Regions from separate parts of the Danio rerio genome. Here region 1 is linked to region 2. A link is a contact called in public HiChIP or PLAC-seq data. All regions are on one chromosome and are shown on one strand. Each heading gives the region's core, a stretch centred on a gene start, on an enhancer-like site or on the middle of the called end of the contact. The rest is flanking DNA. Distances are from core to core; before and after follow the strand shown. Region 1 holds the start of arhgap40 (Rho GTPase activating protein 40). Region 2 holds the start of fam210b (family with sequence similarity 210 member B).

Region 1 (3,871 bases), core at 959-3,458, 120 kb before region 2:
ATACTGTAAATTATTAAACAATATTAATGTATTTTAACACCATGAAATAAATGATGGAGCATTATATGAAATGACTCTTCATTTTGTCCAAAGCATATATGCAGGATCATATTATGTAATTATTGAGTTCTGCATCATTTTCTGCCCACATGAGCTTCAACACACCATCACTGATGAGCTGAAACACACCTACAGCAGGACATAGGGTCACACACACACACACACACACACACACACACACACACACACACACACACACACACACACACACACACAAAGTTTTTTCACAATACTTCATTCTGTGTGATTTATGAGCTGTTTTTCTCAAGGAGACAAAAACAATGAACACACAAGGTCAAAAAGACTGGTACTGCTATACTTGTGGGGACATTTGGTATAGAAAACAAGGTCCACATATACTGTACACACACACACACACACACACACACACACACACACACACACACACACCTCTGCTTCCCTTTAGAACCAAATCTTTCACATTATGAACAATGGCAAATCAAACATGTACAGTATATTGTGCATCTGGCAGACGCTTTCATCCAACACCACCGCAGCGCTGCACTAAAGATCTGCATTTTCCACAAGATACTCAGCACATCATCTACTGTTCCATGGCATTATACTCATTTCTGTCCTCGTAAACCACCAAAAACCAGTATTACAGACACTATTACACACACACACACACACACACACACACACACACACACACACACACACACACACACACACAATATATCATCATAAATTACTTTAATGTAAAATACTGATATCATACCAATGTCATTATACACATTATACACAATTCTGTCCTCATAAACCATCAAAACCAGTGGTACACAAACTCCTACATGCACACACACACACACACACACACATACAATATATGTCCTCATAAAGCACCTTATGTTGGAATACCTAGATCAGACCAATGTCATTATACACATTAGTCCTCATAAACCACCAAAACCAGTATTACACAAACTCTTACACACACACACACACACACAAACACACACACACGTCATCATAAACCACCTGCCCATTTCATACCCATACACATTTTACACATTTCTGTCCTCGTAAAACACCAAAAACCAGTTTTACAGACACTATTACACACACACACACACAAAATATGTCATCATAAATCCCATTAATGTTGTAATACCGATATTATACCATGCCAATATACACATTTCTGTCCCCATAAAACACAAAAACCATTACACACACATGCGCGCACGCACAGAGACACACACAATGTATGTCCTCATAAACCACCTTAATTTTGTAAAACCTAGATCATAACAATGTCATGATACACAATGGTCCTCATAAACCTCATAAAGCTATATCATACCCATGTCAATATACACATTATACACACGTATGTCCTTGTAAAACACCAAAACCATTACAAACACACACACACAGGACATTTCCTCAAAACCACCTCAGTATTATAATACCCATCATAACCATGCCATTGTCCTCATAAAACATCAAAACCAGTACACACACACACACACACACACACACACACACACAATGCATGTCATCATAAAGCATCTCAATGTTGTAAATATAGAGAAGACTCGTGCTATTGTACACATTTCTGTCCTCTTAAAGCAGCAAAATCAACACACACACACACACACACACACACACACACACACACACACACACACACACACACACACACACACACACGCATACACACACACACACACACACGTGTGTGCAGCGCTGCATTGCTGTTATTGTTTCTGTCCAGCAGACAAAGGCACGCGCCCATAGCAACAGGTCTCCTGCCCATAGCAACCGGCAACGCGGAAAAAGGCGCTGGTCTGTGGCTAAACGAGAGCGATGTGGCGCAAACAGAGCCCGATCCCACATTTACACCCTCTCTGCCATACACCCGACCGCTGCTGCACTGATCAGGTGTCAATATCCGGCGATAACGCGCATGAATAAAGCGATCAAAAGCACAGTATTGGTCTGACCTGAGAGCCGAGCAGAGCTCCACACGACCCGCCGCAGATCTGAGCTCGAAGATCTTATAGTGATGATGATGATGATGATGATGATGATATGTTGCTGTGATAGCGCTGAAGACGAGGAGGAACACGAGCACGAGCCGCTATTGTCTGACAGACACACAGATGGTGCTGAGGCCGAATCATCGCATGACGTCACGGCCTCTGTGTGTGTGTGCGTGCGCGCGCGAGTGTGTGTGTGTCACGCGCCAGGTAGTTTGATCGTGACCGCTGCGAGTGATCAAAGATGCATTCACACTCACTCTGAGATGTGCTGCTGGGTTATTTAATCTCATATTGGGGTAAAATATGGGTTAACCCGAACATAGGGCTCAGTTCAGTCCTAATCATTTAATTAACATGAAATTAACCCAGCAGTCTCTAGATGGGTTAAAATAACCAGGCATTATTTTAGAGTGCTCTTTTAAATATTACACATTTATAGCAGTTATTTTTAATTATCAGAAAGTGTGTGTGTGTGTGTGTGGATGAGTGTTTGTGTGTGAGAGAAAGGGAGAGAGAGCATGAATACACTAAAAACATTGAGTTTTAACCCAGTGGTTGAGTTGAGCAGATTTGGTGCATTGTTGGGTTATTTTTAACCTTTAATATGTTATTTTTTTTAATAACTCAATCAGTTGGGTTAAATAGGGTTAAACTAGTATAGGTTGGTCTTATCAGATCTCCAGCATTACATTTGTAAAAAGCCTGTTCTTAATGGTCTTCGGTCACAGAGTTATTTACTGTCTGTTCCTAAAGTGCGGACTGAGATGGGCAAAAAGGCTTTTAAGTACGCAGCACCTTTTACTTGGAATAATCTGCAAACACAGTTGCTTGATTCCTCTGCATGCTTTTAAAAAGACTATAAAAGATGAAGCACAGGTTTGTAGATGTTTGGAATAGTTTGTCAGTGTGATTCATGTTAAATGTTAATTGTTTTTTGTTTGTTGTCTGTTGGACTCATGTGACTTGTGTTCTGCCTAATCTTGGCCAGGACGCTCTTGTAAAAGAGATTTTTAATCTCAAAGTGTTATTCCTGGTAAAATAAAGGTTATAATAATAATAAAATATTTGGTGCTTTGTTGGGTTATTTTTAACCTTTATTATTTATTAATAACGGAACCATTCATTCATCCATCCATTCATTCATCCATCCATTCATTCATTCATTCATTCATTCATTCATTCATTCATCCATCCATCCATTCATTCATTCATTCATTCATTCATTCATTCATTCATCCATTCATTAATTCATTCATTCATCCATTCATCCATCCATTCATTCATCCATCCATTCATTCATCCATCCATCCATTCATTCATTCATTCATCCATCCATCCATTCATACATTCATTCATTCACTCATTCATTCATTCATCCATTCATCCATTCATCCATCCATTCATCCATTCATCCATCCATTCATTCATCCATCCATCCATTCATACATTCATTCATTCACTCATTCATTCATTCATTCATTCATTCATTTTCTTTTCGGCTTAATCCCTTTATTATACACTAAAATACGTTGAGTTATTTATTTAACCCTAATGGCCGAGTTAAACACATTTGGTGCTTTGTTTGTGGTATTTTTAACATTTATTAGGTTATTTATTAATAACTCAACCAGTTAGTTTAATATTTGGTGCTTGTTGGGTTATTTATAACCTTTATTTGTTTTTTTATATTATAACTCATCCAGTTGGGTTAAAATGTTGAATTTCAGCAGAACTGATTTACCTGACACAGAACAGCTGTATTAATATGCGTGCGTCATTTTGTAATAATAATATAGTTTTTG
Region 2 (3,753 bases), core at 674-3,173:
TCTGTAATTTACCTTCTGTTATTTTACAGTAAATGTCTGTAATTTACCTTCTGTTATTTTACAGTAAATGTCTGTAATTTACCTTCTGTTATTTTACGGTAAATGTCTGTAATTTACCGCATGTTATTTTACGGTAAATGTCTTTAATTTACCGCATGTTATTTTACTGTAAATGTCTTTAACTTACCGCATGTTATTTTACTGTAAATGTCTTTAACTTACCGCATGTTATTTTACAGTAAATGTCTGTAATTTACCGCATGTTATTTTACTGTAAATGTCTTTAATTTACCACATGTTATTTTACTGTAAATGTCTGTAATTTACCGCATGTTATTTTACTATAAATGTCTGTAATTTACCTTTTGTTATTTTACTGTAAATGTCTGTAATTTACCGCATGTTATTTTACTGTAAATGTCTGTAATTTACCTTCTGTTATTTTACGGTAAATGTCTTTAATTTACTGCATGTTATTTTACGGTAAATGTCTGTAATTTACCGCATGTTATTTTACGGTAAATGTCTGTAATTTACTGCATGTTATTTTACGGTAAATGTCTGTAATTTACTGCATGTTATTTTACGGTAAATGTCTTTAATTTACCGCATGTTATTTTACTGTAAATGTCTTTAACTTACCGCATGTTATTTTACTGTAAATGTCTTTAACTTACCGCATGTTATTTTACAGTAAATGTCTGTAATTTACCGCATGTTATTTTACTGTAAATGTCTTTAATTTACCACATGTTATTTTACTGTAAATGTCTGTAATTTACCGCATGTTATTTTACTATAAATGTCTGTAATTTACCTTTTGTTATTTTACTGTAAATGTCTGTAATTTACCGCATGTTATTTTACTGTAAATGTCTGTAATTTACCGCATGTTATTTTACTATAAATGTCTGTAATTTACCGCATGTTATTTTACTGTAAATGTCTGTTATTTACCTTCTGTTATTTTACGGTAAATGTCTTTAATTTACTGCATGTTATTTTACGGTAAATGTCTGTAATTTACCGCATGTTATTTTACGGTAAATGTCTGTAATTTACTGCATGTTATTTTACGGTAAATGTCTGTAATTTACTGCATGTTATTTTACGGTAAATGTCTGTAATTTATCGTATCTTATTTTACTTTTTTTTTTCCTGCCGGAAAAAAAACTGTAAGTTAATTTTTTTTACAGTATAGGAGCACAGGAACACACACAGCACACGGTTGGCTATACTGTGTTGTTGTTGTGAAAATAAACATTAACCCTTTATTCCCCTCAGCCGAATCTCCATCTGTCAGTGATCAACATCTTCAGTCATGATCAGTCCTGTGATCCCCCACGCCTCCGCTAATGTCTGAAGTGAAAGCGTGATCTCATTTTACCAGAACTGGAGCTACATATTTGGTGATGTATTGATATTAACGTTGATGTGATCTAACAAAAGATCCGAACCCAACTCTATTCGTTTTCGACTTGTTTTTTTTTTTAAGTTCCCAGCTTCTGCAGGTTGCAATGTCCCGAATTTTGCTTGCCAATTTTAAGCCAAATGTATGTAATGGATTGTTTTGGTTCCATTTGGAATTGAGCCCCGGGGACAAGAGTAAGTCCTCTGATTTAGCCCATCCCCCCCAGGTCCCATTCATTCAACCTTGAGTCAAATATATTACTAATGTATCAATAGTTTTAAACAGGCTGCACCTTCAGATTTAAACCTCAGCTGGATGTTTTTATTCACTCAGAGCTGAGCTGTGAGATCATTCGCAGAAACCCATAACAGGGGCTCTGGCTCTGCCATTGCCTTATATGATATGCAAATGTGTGCTAATTTCGATATATGGCGCCGCCCTGCGGTGCTGTTACAGCTCTTATAGCACTCTTGTCCTCTTGAATAAACACGTGTGAGCTCCAGTGACTCAGTTTGTCCACCTGAACTGAAGTGTGGGTGAAATGTCAACCACAGAAGAGGGAGGGATGTCTCACGCTTCCTGTGGGCGCAGATATGATATTGATCATATAATATAGATATTGATTTTAAAACTGCAAACATTTGAGGAGGTGTTGAAGATCATTTAACAACCGAAATCAAAACGCGCTTACATTCAACACGATATCAGTACTACAATACACAGTGAGTGTCTCCAGCGGAGGGGGCGGATCTTAACGGCGGGTCACCGATCAGCTGAGGCGGGATCTGCACAGGCTCATATCCCCCGTTTCTCCGTTCATGTCGGAGCGATGTTTCAGCGCGTTTCTGGAGCTCCTTCAGTCCTGCAGCGGCTCGTGTTTACCGGCTGCTGCTGCCGCCGTGTTTACCGGAGATCACCGGCGGTTTCCGTACGCCACATTCTGCTGGAGGATCACGCTGGCGGATGGCGGACGGCGGTGCTCTCGGTGACCGGGTGTAGAGGATTCACCAGCGACACAAACACCGGGAAACTTCGGCCGCTTTTATCAGTTAGGTCTTCATTCGTGATGCAACCAAGACGGTCGTTAACGACACCGGAGAAACACGAGCGCGCGGCGGATATTCGCTCGGTGAGTCCTGCTGCTGTTATGAGGGCTGCTTTATTATTGTGTTCTGACATGTGCATGCTGAGGAGTTACATAAAATGCGCTTTGTTTTTTTTTGTTTAAGCGAGTGTGTGTGTGTGTGTGTGTGTGTGTGTGTGTGTTCTCACGTATTTAATAATAATAGTCGGTGGTTATTGTTAGTCGGGTGTTTGTTTACTGACATGTGCATGCTATAGAGTAACCATAAATGCGCTTTGTTTTCAGTTTAAACGTGTGTGTGTGTGTGTGTGTGTGTTTGTTTGTGTGTGTGTGCGCGCGCGCGCGCTTGTGTGTGTGTGTGTGTGTGTGTGTGTCCTCACATGTTTAATGTTGGTTTATATTGTTTATTAGTGTTGTTTACTGACATTGTGTTGGTAGTTTGCTTCATGTGCGTTGTTTTCAGTTAGCGTGTGTTATGCTTGTGTGTGTGTGCGTGTGTGTGTGTGTGTGTACTTTTTTACAGTCATTGGTGTGTGTTTGTTGATTGTGTGTGTGTGTGTGTGTGTGTGTGTGTGTGTGTGTGTGTGTTCTCGTGTGTTTATAATAGTCGATAAGTCGCTGGTTATTGTTCATCAGTGGTGTTTATTTCAGGGTTTGTTAACATGCTCGTATTACAGGGTTCTGTTGTGTTGAGAGTTTACTTCACATAGTTGGTTTTCACTTTCAACGAGTGTTTGTGGTGGTTGTTGTTGTGTGTGTGTGTGTGTGTGTGTGTGTGTGTGTGTGTGTTTATACTGTAGATCTCTCTGTGTGTGTTCTCGCGTGTTTAATATCATCATTCTGACGTACACACACACACTCATGTCTTGTTAACACTGTAGTAGTCTCCTTTTGACTTCCTCTGCCTGCACACACGCACTCTCTTTTCTTAATTTTCTGTCAGTCTGCTCTGCTCATTGTGTAAATTCGGTGTTATGGTGTTATTTACCATGTTACAGTGATGGTGCAGCTTTCTGTGCTGCTTGTTTTGGGTTATGATGATGATGATGATGATGTCAGATTATTCATGTTTGAACAGGACTGATTCCTCTAGTTCTGTAGATCTGCTGTGTGTGTGTGTGTGTGTGTGTGTGTGTGTGTGTGTGTGTAGTTTAGTTGGTCATCTTTCACTTTCATTCAGTTGTCAAACAGAAGATCATTCCTGATGACGTGCTGCTTTCTCACTTTGTGTGTGTGTGTGTGTGTGTGTGTGTGTGTG

The links. HiChIP or PLAC-seq counts read pairs in DNA pulled down with a chosen protein or histone mark.
Region 1: an H3K4me3 HiChIP or PLAC-seq map of gastrula embryo shows a contact between it and region 2, with 4 times the contacts expected there. The contact joins the promoter of arhgap40 here to the promoter of fam210b in region 2. A contact is called at or near these places in 3 of 4 datasets of contacts at active chromatin or transcription factors (caudal fin, embryo and gastrula embryo).

The regions. Positions count from the first base shown.
Region 1 is chr6:62,862,723-62,866,593 of GRCz12tu, reverse strand. It overlaps arhgap40 (Rho GTPase activating protein 40), which reads right to left and starts at 2,208. Exons shown (of 16, transcript XR_012408317.1): 1 at 2,031-2,208.
Region 2 is chr6:62,743,234-62,746,986 of GRCz12tu, reverse strand. fam210b (family with sequence similarity 210 member B) reads left to right here and starts at 1,923. Exons shown (of 3, transcript NM_001033751.2): 1 at 1,923-2,540. The coding sequence starts at 2,241.